4 separate regions of the Mus musculus genome follow, and all the other regions are linked to region 3. A link is a contact called in public Hi-C and Micro-C data. All regions are on one chromosome and are shown on one strand. Each heading gives the region's core, a stretch centred on a gene start, on an enhancer-like site or on the middle of the called end of the contact. The rest is flanking DNA. Distances are from core to core; before and after follow the strand shown. Region 1 overlaps Gm40070 (a long non-coding RNA gene). Region 2 holds the start of Sptssb (serine palmitoyltransferase, small subunit B). Region 3 holds the start of B3galnt1 (UDP-GalNAc:betaGlcNAc beta 1,3-galactosaminyltransferase, polypeptide 1). Region 4 has its middle 31 kb from the start of Gm35817.

Evidence for each region. Hi-C and Micro-C count contacts between places; a contact is called where the count stands out from the background.
Region 1: a Hi-C map of embryonic fibroblasts shows a contact between it and region 3, with 2.7 times the contacts expected there. The contact joins the enhancer-like site here to the promoter of B3galnt1 in region 3. A contact is called at or near these places in 18 of 39 promoter capture datasets (the 3T3-L1 cell line, 3T3-L1-derived adipocytes, the HPC-7 cell line and 12 more), 39 of 484 Hi-C or Micro-C datasets (the AtT-20 cell line, B cells, the G1E-ER4 cell line and 26 more), 6 of 115 datasets of contacts at active chromatin or transcription factors (bone marrow-derived macrophages, craniofacial prominence, embryonic forebrain and 3 more) and 3 of 9 other capture datasets (adipose tissue, embryonic stem cells and macrophages).
Region 2: a contact with region 3 is called in a Micro-C map of embryonic stem cells, with 2.1 times the contacts expected there. The contact joins the promoter of Sptssb here to the promoter of B3galnt1 in region 3. A contact is called at or near these places in 3 of 39 promoter capture datasets (hippocampal neurons, liver and stem cell-derived epiblast-like cells), 1 of 484 Hi-C or Micro-C datasets (embryonic stem cells) and 1 of 115 datasets of contacts at active chromatin or transcription factors (embryonic stem cells).
Region 4: a contact with region 3 is called in a Hi-C map of nephron progenitors, with 2.6 times the contacts expected there. The contact joins the enhancer-like site here to the promoter of B3galnt1 in region 3. A contact is called at or near these places in 9 of 39 promoter capture datasets (the 3T3-L1 cell line, cranial neural crest, embryonic stem cells and 4 more), 1 of 15 datasets of contacts at CTCF or cohesin (the NIH/3T3 cell line), 16 of 484 Hi-C or Micro-C datasets (the N1E-115 cell line, cerebellum, cerebral cortex and 6 more) and 2 of 115 datasets of contacts at active chromatin or transcription factors (embryonic forebrain and stem cell-derived neural progenitor cells).

The regions. Positions count from the first base shown.
Region 1 is chr3:69,259,469-69,262,168 of GRCm38.p6, forward strand. The region is part of intron 2 of Gm40070 (a long non-coding RNA gene); the gene reads left to right. Among named protein-coding and RNA genes, the nearest start is that of Gm40070, 6.2 kb to the left of the region's middle. Within about 2 kb of position 1,358, at least 6 of the 459 cell types and tissues checked have an H3K27ac peak or open chromatin away from gene starts, as enhancers often do. A contact at or near this core is called in the HL-1 cell line, embryonic fibroblasts and tail fibroblasts, where this site is marked.
Region 2 is chr3:69,858,490-69,861,189 of GRCm38.p6, forward strand. It overlaps Sptssb (serine palmitoyltransferase, small subunit B), which reads right to left and starts at 1,405. Exons shown (of 3, transcript NM_133675.3): 1 at 1,342-1,405.
Region 3 is chr3:69,597,686-69,600,385 of GRCm38.p6, forward strand. B3galnt1 (UDP-GalNAc:betaGlcNAc beta 1,3-galactosaminyltransferase, polypeptide 1) reads right to left here and starts at 1,275. Exons shown (of 3, transcript NM_020026.4): 1 at 1,117-1,275.
Region 4 is chr3:69,911,668-69,914,367 of GRCm38.p6, forward strand. No RefSeq gene overlaps it. Among named protein-coding and RNA genes, the nearest start is that of Gm35817, 31 kb to the left of the region's middle. Within about 2 kb of position 1,319, at least 10 of the 459 cell types and tissues checked have an H3K27ac peak or open chromatin away from gene starts, as enhancers often do. A contact at or near this core is called in nephron progenitors, where this site is marked.

The DNA.
Region 1 (2,700 bases), core at 108-2,607, 340 kb before region 3:
GAAAGACAAGAACAGGGTAAGAAAAAAGGGCAGGACCAGAAGCAGGCATACAATTGCTTTGGCACACACTGCTTTGCAGTGGGGCCACCTGCAAGTGGTTACCTGCTCAGAATCTTCCAGGCTTTTCTGAGCTCCTGAAGGGGAGCTTGAATTCACCAAACACCTACCATCTTCCAGGGATAATATTAAAACATACATATCATACCACTTGAGCTTTACAAGAGTTGATGTCAAAGACTCAAAAGGTCAAAGACATGACTCATCTATAAAAATAGAATGAACAGTGTCAAAAAATGCCCTGGGCTTAGTAAATGAAGGCAGTCATAAGACTGCAAAGTTAGCACCCAGGAACATTTGAAAATCAAGAGCTTATATACTTTACCAGGAAAGAGATTCTGAAAGTGTCCTTCAGATAATACAATTATAATTTGTTTTTTTCTCTACTGGACAGAGGTCTACAAATTAACATGTAACTTCAAGATGGGGCCCTGATCTAATATCAAAAAGTAGAATTAAGGTCAGGTGTGGTATATATTTTAATCTCAGCAGTAATGAGGCAAAAGCAGTCAGGTATCGTGAGTTCAAGGCCAGCCAGAGCTACATAGTGAGACCTGTTTCCAAAAACAAAACAAAAACAAAAACAAAACAAAGGTGCATTCTTCTAGGAAGTCAAGTCAAATAACCCTCAAATAACGACCTAGTAGGACATCAGGAGGATATAATTTTTTTTGTTCAATTTCCCAGCCCTTCTCAGTAGACAGAGAAACCATTGGGGCAGTGGCTGGCTATGCCTGTCATTTTGGTCATCATGACAAGCACAGAATATACACCATGCAGCAATAGGTACCCAGCCCGCAGCTAAGAAACACTAGTTCAGCTGAGCTAGGTTTTCAGGAATGTTGGTGTCGGGTTAGTGGCAGGCTTCCTAGATCTCTCCACATTCCAAGGGAAGTTATATTGTTTCCTAGGAATGACACAGTACATTATAACAAGCTAAGTGTCTTCACAGAAATTCACTTTTGTATAGTTCTGTGTTTAGAGATGTAAGATCAAGGTATTTATTGGTAGTGCATGCTCCTCTGAAGGCTCCAGAGATCTCCTTGTCTGGCTTCTTGTCATTCTGGAGTTTTCCTTTCTTACCTTGGCATCTCATCTCCTCTCACTCCATGCATCTTTCCTCCATGTTGTTTGTCTCTGTCCCTTCTTAGGAACATTCCCGTGACTAGATGTAGCACCACATTGTTTTAACTTACATTACACTATTTCCAAATAAGGCCACACTCACAGTGCCGGGAACAGAAGAGGAAATACCTTTATGGAAGGCTGTTGCAGGATTTTCCCTGTCCAATCACAACATTAGGGCAGTGGGAAGCCTGTGATTGGACAGGAATAAGGGAGGCGGAGCTAAGAGTTGCAGGGGCAGAGAGCCTCTCAGGGGGGAGAGGGAGAGAGAGAGGAGGAGGAAAATGGAGGCCTATGTAAACTAGCGTGGCATGAACCAAAAGGTTAGAATATTGGGATAATTTGTCTAATCTAGATGGGCAGCTTTTATCATTATCAGTTGGTTTTGTAATTATTGCATTGGCATCTTGTTTATTGAGAATTTATTGATATATAAGTCTGATTGGTTAAATATAAGCATTGAGTCTTAATTTTACAAGGTTACTAGGTATTGTGCTATCAAACTATGAGGCTGGTGGATCTATGGGACAGAGCTGGAGGAACCCTGCTGAAACCCCACTGGGACATAGTGTTGTGGCCCTCCAGTGCTGGTACCAGAGTGGGAACGTGGCCCAGTGGGGTCGGAGAGTTGGCGGGTTGAGAGAAGCAGGAGTACAGAGAGTTGACAGGTTCTTTTTTAATATTTCCCGAAACAGAGGACAGAATCTAGCCTTTGCCCTTGCAGGTTTTAGAGCTGTACTGGCTGGTTTTGTGTGTCAACTTAAGACAAGCCGAGTTATCACAGAGAAAGGAGCCTCCCTTGAGCAAATTCCTTCATGAGATTCAGCCGCAAGGCAATCTCTCAATTAGTAATCAAGGGGGCACGGCCCAGCCCATTGTGGGTGGTGCCATCCCTGGACTGGTAGTCCTGGGTTCTATAAGAAAGCAAGCTGAGCAAGCCAGTAAGTAACATCTCTCTATGGCCTCTGCATCAGCTCCTGCCTCTAGGTTCCTGCCCTGTGTAAGTTCCTGTCCTGTCCTGTCCTGTCCTGTCCTGTCCTGTCCTGTCCTGTCCTGACTTCCTTTGGTGATGAACAGCAATATGGAAGAGTAAGCTAAATGAACCCTTTCCTCCCTGTGGAAACTAAAAGGGGTGTAGGGGAAGAGGGGGAGGGGAGGATAGCTCACGTCTGGCCAGAGTTCCTCCTATGCTCTGGGCAGGTGGAAGCGGGAGGGCTGCCAGACGCTTTCTACTTGGCCTGGGTGGGCATCTAAGCCACTGACCCCACTCGATGGGGGGTGGACAAGGGGCAGCCCCCAAAACCAAGGGGCCCCCGGGCGACACCCTGTAGCCCCGGGGTTACAGGAGAGAGGGCTTAGGGAGAGAGGTTCCCACGCTGACGAGAGTAAGCGCAGCAGCTGGCCTTGACTGGAACCATTGGGAGATTAGAAATGGCTCATTAGAGGAAAGCCTATCCATCGTCCAAGTGCAGTGGGCCTTGATGAATATAGACAGTCTATGGTTTTAGAGCTTTATTG
Region 2 (2,700 bases), core at 155-2,654, 260 kb after region 3:
TGTAAATAGTGGTTACGGTAAGAGGCACAGGAGCAAACCAAATGTGGAAAGCAAGCGATGAAGCTCTCCCCCCAGTTTTCTGCACACATCATTTTAAAGGTTTTCTGGCAAAAATGGCTGTGTATTTCTTAGTATCATTTGATTAAAAATAACAATTGCTGTCATAAAGTCTTTTACAAAAAAACCCTGTTTTAGTCAGGGTTTCTATTCCTGGACAAAACATCATGACCAAGAAGCAAGTTGGGGAGGAAAGGGTTTATTCAACTTACACTTCCACATTGCTGTTCATCACTAAAGGAATTCGAGACTGGAACTCAAGCAGGTCAGGAAGTAGGAGCTGATGTAGAGGACATACATGGAGGGGTGTTTCTTACTGGCTTGCTTCCCCTGGCTTGCTCTGCCTTCTCTCTTATAGAACCAAGACTACCAGCCCAGAGATGGTCCCACCCACAAGGGGCCTTTCCCCCTTGATCACTAATTGAGAAAATGCCTTACAGTTGGATCTCATAGAGGCATTTCCTCTACTGAAGCTCCTTTCTCTGTGATAACTCCAGCTGTGTCAAGTTGACACAAAACTAGCCAGTACAAACACCAAACATCCCAATTCCCCTGATTCATTTATTTGGATTTTGGGGGTCTAAAGTTTAGATTTAACAAATCTTCTAATTCTGTATTGGCACATGGGCTGAGCTGATTCGAAGACTGGCAACCAGTTGAATGCCCTTCCAATTGAAACAAGTCAGGACTAACACTTGTAACCCCTGCTCCCCACAGACACTATGACATGCATTCCTCCAGGGACACATAGTCCTCTGCAGGCTGAGGATTTTGACTGCCGTGACAATCTCATAAGCATCCCTGAGAAAACACACTGTGCTTAATAATCAGGAGAAAAATACTAAGACACATTCTTTGCTGGCTATGGCTTACCTGCTGGCAGCTGACTCCTGTGTGCCACTGCCTAAAGTAACCCAAAGAGAGAGAACTAAATGAATATTACCACCTAAAGAAGGAAGCCACACGCATCTCAAGATATTTCCTTGAATATTAACAAACCGTACAAATGAATGAATGAATAATGAAAATAATGTAAAACATTTTTTTTCTTCTGCCTGAAAAAGTTCCAATAATAAAGTTTGGCTTCTGTTGAGAAAAGCATCTTAGTTTCCAACATAGTAAATGCCAAGAGGAACCGTTCAATTCTTAGAGTTGTAATATAGTTAAATAAGAAGCAGATAAATTGCATTAAAGCTCAGTTCTAGTTTCCCCCCATGCAGACAGAAACTCTGTGCTATGAAAGCTCCTTTTAGATTGGACGTAGGTAGTTTGAAAGATGCTTACCTCCTGCCTTAGAATGAGCTTAGATGCTCTGGCTTCTCCCCAGCTTCTGTTAGCTTGTCACTGTGTTGGGCGCAGCTGAGGCTCCCAGAGTTAGGTGTTCGGCCCCGCCCTCTGCACTACTGCTAAAACTCCAGTTCTGCCAAACTGATTCCGGTGATTAATAATTGACAAAAGGAAAACACTCTTACGCAAACTTATGTCCAACCGCAGGGCTTGCAGCGACTCCTTCCAGAAGAGAATGCGGGCTGCACCACTCCCCTCCCCCTTCACTCTAAGGTCCCAACTTCCTATGCGCTGATACTCAGTTCTGGGAGATTGGGTTGTTCTCGGAGGAATGCAGCCTAGTGACTTCTACATTTTAAAAATTCGGTTTGTTTGTTTTGTTTTTTCTGTAGCCTGTTCGCACTTCTTCAGAGATTAGCCTCTCAAGAGAGGGCGCCTTCTGCCTTACTGGGGGGAGCAGGGGTTCTGAGAGCTACGGAGGAGATCGAGGTGGCGCTGTCACCTCACCTCCGATTGCTGCAGTAAAACCGGGAGCCTAGGCAGAGATAGGAGGGGGGATGGGTGTTGCCCTCCCCCTCGCTTCAGCGGGGAGTTTCGACTCTACCAGAGGGGCACGTATTTTGGTGGTGGTGCAAATGATGATAGGGTGGGGATGGGGAAGAAAAGGAGGGAGGAGGGGAGGGGGAGATGGAGGAGGCAGCGGAGGCGACAGTAGATAAACCAGAGGTGCAAAGGTGAATACTGTAGGGCTTTAACCAATTCTCAGAGGATGCCTGTCAGCATACATCCGTCGCAGACTTGGATGAGGGGCGAAGAGGCCCGGGTCTACGCGGAGCAAGGCTGCAGTCTGAAACTCGGCTCCCGGCTGCAAAGTGAGCCCCGGGGTTGAGCCCAAGCAGCTGGTCAGCTCACCGGTTGTCAAAAGGCAAAGGAAGAAAACAAGCCACTTTGGCACTGACATCTAATTCTGACGCCTTGGAACCTGTAAAACAATCCCTCTCCCTCCCTGTACAGTCACCTTCCTCCAGGTAGCAGGGAGGTTAAGGTTGAAAACTACCCCCACCCTTCCCTGGTGGAAAGAGTAGGAGAACCGTGCCTAGAGAACTTGTGTGGGTTCACTCACAAGTGCAGGGAATTCTTTTGCAGACGAATGGCTGGAGGGCAAATTGGGAAAGGGGGCCGGCAGTCGGCGGGGTGCCGCAGAGACGCACAGAGCCGCTCTGGGGCTAGCGTGCCTTGCGCGCAGCATCTTCGCTGGAAACCCGCAGCCAGACCTTGATCGATCTCTTTCGTCTTCATCCTGGGCAATGCTTGCATTTGACTCTGTGGTTGGGCGCTAAGGGCGCACAGGGTCTG
Region 3 (2,700 bases), core at 25-2,524:
CGTCCCATTCGACAACCAAGAACAATTTCGATAATGTAATAGTTTTTAATGCTGCAGCTCCCTGGTGGCCATTCATTTCAATCAAATCTTCCAACGTGAAAGAGAGAAAATGCCACACTTTTCTCTCAGTAAAAGGAAGGCCCCTTCCTAGAGTTATGAGGTGTCAACACTTCAGAGAGCTCAAACTCCCTGCGTCTGCCTTAGACACCCAAAGGTAAAACACAGATTTCATCTGGGTGAAGACTGCAAATCGTCCTACCTCCCTCCAAAAACAAACCGTTGGGCAATTCCTTACTTGGCAGTAGCGTTTCCTAACAAAGCAAGCTGCTTCTCCTAAAGGCTGGGAACGGGGTTTGTGGGAGGGGGGTCTACTTAAGTCAAAAATCAATGCCTGCCTTTTAGTCCTGCACCTTTTAGTCCTGCAGTCACAAACACAGCTAGCTCTCCGTGCTGCAGCTGGCCGCATCCTTTACAGCCTGAAAAAGTAAGGCTCCCTCCATCTAAGAGTTCCTTTACAATGCTTTGTACATTCCACTCAGACCTTTTATTAATAATGTAGCCTTAATCTTTAGGAGTCTCCTCTTTCCAAATCTCCCATTCCCTTCCTCCTCGCCACCTCTCCCCCAGGAAGCACTCTCCTACCCTAGGGACCACAGGCCCTTTCCCGCCTAGAATGTGCGTTCCTCCCTCCGGGCCTGCAGCAGGTCCATCGGCGTGGCGTGCGGACAGTATTCTCCACTTCTCCTTGGTCGCGGTGACAACCAGGCCACCACTACCTCGGCCCCCGAGGCTTACATAGCTCAAGGCAGGGCAGGATGGATCCGTGAGGCCGCGGTGGCCCGGCTCGCCAAGAGCACTGGACGCCCCTCCAAGTGGCCCAGATTCTCGAGTCTCTCGTCCGGAGCCTCGAGACCCAGCCCCGAGACCAGGCGCGGAGGCCAGAGCCCAGGGCGTGGCAGCTCGCGGCGCCCCGCTCCACGGAGGAGCGAGCGGCGCCCGGGGCCTCGAAGCCCCGACCCACGAACCTAGAAGGCTGCGCCGCGAGAGAGAGGGGCGCTCGGCAGCCGCCCAACCGTCTCCCCGCCTCGGCCTCCCGCCCGCCCGCCCCGCACTCACCTCCCGTGCGCCCGTGGTACCCGCAACGGTGCGGCCCGCGCTCGCTCTCTGCGCGCGAACACGGACTCCCCGCAGCCGCACGCACGCCGAGCGGGCGGGCGCGCGCCTCCTTCACGCACGCGCGCGCGCGCGGGGTCCCTGCGTCCGCAGCCCAGCGCCGTTATCGCTGTTATCGCCGCAGCTGCCGGCCTCTGCCGCGGGCGGGCGCCAGCATCACGGCCACCGCAGGCTTCGCCTAAGTCCTCCACCTCCAACCCCGGCTCTCTGCCTCGTGCCATCTTTTGACAGAAAGCAAGAAATTTTATTTTTGAATGGAACCACCTTCACCCTAGGTCCTGGGAGAAACAGAGTCAGTACAGAAACACCCAGCCTTCATGACCAAAGGCTTCTCCCTTCTCCCTTCTCGGGGAGATGCCTAAATGTGTAGCCCGCAGATTTCCGCCCCAGGGCTGACTTGGAAAGGAGGAAGCCTTGGCACATTCAGAAGGCTGTTTCTCCTTTCAGGAGTGCGGGAGTGGGGGTGGGGAGAGGAAAGCTTTGGTGTATGTGGACCAGAGGCTCAGAGAGTCCTGGCACCCCACCCCACCTCCACCCCCACACCCTCAACTGCCTCTAGAAACCGTCTAGTGCTATGAACCCTTGGTCAGCTCCACTTAGTCATCTCCACCCAAATGGTGCCTCTCTGGGAGAAGGGAGAAGCCTTTGGTCATGAAAGCTGGGTGTTTCTGTACTGACTGTTTCTCCCAGGACTTAGGGTGGAGGTGGTTCCATTCAAAAATTGCTTTCTGTCAAAAGGCCCCTGGAAACAAAGTGTCATCTGAAAACAAAGACCCATTCTGGTGTCTTGGCTTTAGGACTGTGAACAGGTTGGCCTCACTCCACCTAAAAGGAAACAGTTTTTCAGTGAGCACCTAAATACAAGCAACCAAAATTTAACAACAATTCACAAGAATCGCTTTCCCATCCTTCCCTAGACGCTCTAGGTTGCGTTTCTTAAACTAGTGACTTCAACATAGCCGGGATCAGCCTTATCGATTTGGAGAAACTAGAATTCTACAATATCACCTAGTATGTACGCCATGTTCTTGTCGGAAAGCCACACCGACTTCCTAGAAAGATGATCTTATCAAGATTGGACTATTGCCTCTATGCGTCCGTGTAGAATATATAGATGTAGCACAACCTGTTTTCTTTCGTAGCAGGACTTTTAGAAGTTGCTCAGTTCTGTTTGACTGCTGTTTTGCTCTCCCAGCTCAGTAATTTAAGTTCTTGAACCAGAAGCGGGATGTAATGGTAAGACTCCTTTACACACTGCATGGAGCTCTGCGTGTTATTTCCATGGGGGGAGAATATGGACTCTCAAACACAATCTCACTTGACCCAAAGCTAAAACCATGGAAGTAGGGAGAGGTATTCTCCAAACTGTTCCATGATAAACAAACACGGAGAATGTTTCTCTTCAGTGGTTAATAGGCAATATGTCGAAGATTTTGAAAATTCTTTGGAGGAGTGTATTTTCAATTCCTTAGAGAACTGAGAGTACTTAAAACTGATGTGTAGATAAGACAATAAATAACACTCCCA
Region 4 (2,700 bases), core at 69-2,568, 310 kb after region 3:
TCTATCTCTCTCTCTCTCTCTCTCTCTCTCTCTCTCTCTCTCTCTCCCTTCCTCCCTCTCTCCCTTCCTCCCTCCCTCCCTTTCTTCCTCTCCCCTCTTTCTTAATGAGAAGAGGCACATATCTCTCAGCTTCCCCCAAAGATCTACATTCCCAAATAATAAGAACAAAACTTTAAATGATTTTTGGACAGTAATGTGTCAAAATACAACCCTGAAGTCAAAGGCTTGCATATTTCTAAATTATTTTGAATGCTTAACAATGAACGACATATTATCCAAATGTTTGATAATAGAAGATTTGAAATAAATCACACTCCAGTCCTAGGCTAGTCTCTAGCTGTTAACAATTGCATTGTAGAACTAGTCGTGTGGAAACACTGAGCACCCGTGAACTAGAAATAGCTCCTTGTAAAAGCCCTTGTTATAACCTGACTTTCTCAATATGTAAACCATAAGTCATGGGCACAAGAAAAGATCTGAGTATGTGCCTGGTAAAACATGCTATAGCCATTCATAGGTGACAAACTGGAGTGCTTGTCTTTATTTTTTAAAAGAATCTATGAACGTGACTTTTGTAATAAAAATATAGTAAGTGTTTTAGAAAAGGAATTATTTCTCTCTTTTCTGTTCAAATATCAAACACGGGAGCTTAGCTAACCACTGTGCAGCACTCTGAGCTGGACAGGTGAACGTGTGTAGTAGCAGGAAAGAGCTAGAAGAGAAACCACGATAACCTACCACCTGCTTCCATTTGCAGACCGAGTCTGGAAACTTCTCAAAGACGCCTTAGCAACCCGTAACTTTCCTAGCAAATATAAAAATCTGTGCTGTTCAGCACTTTACAAGATGCTGAAAGTTATTACTAGTGTAAAAAGGCAGAGTAGAATAGAATAAAACGACTTTTAAAAGAGCATTAATAAAAGGCTAATAGATCACTGTCAAGCATGCAGATAAACTCCTGCGTGCGTTTGTGTTTTTCTGTGGCAACCAGTCACTGAAGTTCAGATTTCCACACAAGTTTAATCTCATTTTTCTTTTTTCCTTTCCCTTTCTTTCTGTGACTTTTGGGTGGGGGCTTTTATTTAATTTTATTTTATTTTTACTTGTAGCATATATTTTCCAGTGTAGTTACTGCGAAGGGAGGCTTTGGAGGAGCAACAACTCGTGACCCTTATCATGTTTTAAACTGGAAGTAATGAAACAAAGCTACTCAGGGGCAATTGGTTTAGTTTTACATCTTTTCCACGGTTTTTGTGCTGTAGGCGGCCCCCCTTCCTCCTCCTACCTCCTGTTCCTGTGCAGAGCGAAGGCATAGGATTCCAGTGCAGGAAGGGAGCAGTCTGCAGGACAGGATACTGCATTATGTACACAGCTTCTAAAAGCGGATAAGATACGGTGAAAGCCCCTCGAGGGGATGTGAGAGCATTCCTGAATGACGGATCTCAAGGGAGGCAAGGATGAGGGCCAGGTGCGGGCTTACCCCAGCTGCGTGCCTCAGTGTGCGCTCCCACGCCTCAGTGGGTCTAAATGCCTACAAGGAGGAGAACCGGATGCCTGGAGGCACGGAGGGACGTGGGCAGAACTTTCTCTTCACGTCTGTTAATCTTGTCTTCCCAGAAAGACCATGTCTAGGTCATTTCTTCCAATTGCAGAAAAGAAGGTTACAATTAAATAAAAACAACAGCCTTAAGTTTTGTCATAATGAAAACCACTTCAAGCCTCAAGGCTTGGCTGCCAGATTGAAGCTGAAGCTTAGTGTATTATTATTATTATTATTATTATTATTATTATTATTATCAATAGCATTTTAAATAGTGTTTGTAAGTGTAGCATGATTGTGCAGAGTAATGGATTTACCGTGACATTCTTGTATACGTGCATCATGTGTTTTCTCCTTGATCACCTTGCTTTAAGTACTGTCTGCCCTCCTCTCCAATCCATATAGCTCCCCTCTGCTATTAAGTCTTATTTAAGGATTGATTTCTCATATGTAAGAACAGGTGCGATATTTGTCTTTCCGAGTCTGGCTTATTCTGCTACAAACGATACTCTCAAGTTCCATCTGTTTTTTTCTGTTATGACTTTCCTCTTTGTGGCTGAGCAAGACTCCATTGTGAGCATGTCACACAAATCTCTTCCCATCCTTTCACTGAGGACACCTCAGCTAACGCTATAACCTGGCTACTGTGAACAGTGAGCGCAGCAGTTACATGCATGCGCAGGTGTCTCTGAGGCATGCTAACGCGGATCCTTCAGGTATAATCCTAGACGTGATGTAGCTGGATTCCATGGTAGCTCTACTTTCAGGTCCTGATTGAAGCACCATACTGATTTACACAGTGGCTACATGTAGTGGCTATTCCTGGTTGTCAACTTGACTATATCTGGAATGAACTACAATCCAGAATTGGAAGGCTCACCAGTGACCCTTATCTGGAGGCTGGGAGATAGAAGTTTCTGACCTGGATCTTGGTATGGAGATCTTGAGGCATAGTGGCTATGGATTCCAGAAGATTAAGACAGGGAGATCTCTGAGTTCAAGGTTATCTGTGTGGTGGCATACACCTTTAATCTGAGCTACACCTTCTGCTGGAGACCATATAAAGACATTGGAAGAAGGGAGCCTCTCTTTTTTTTGCCTGCTTGCTGTGTGGGACTGAGTAACTGCTAGATTCTTGGACTTCCATTCACAGCTGCTAC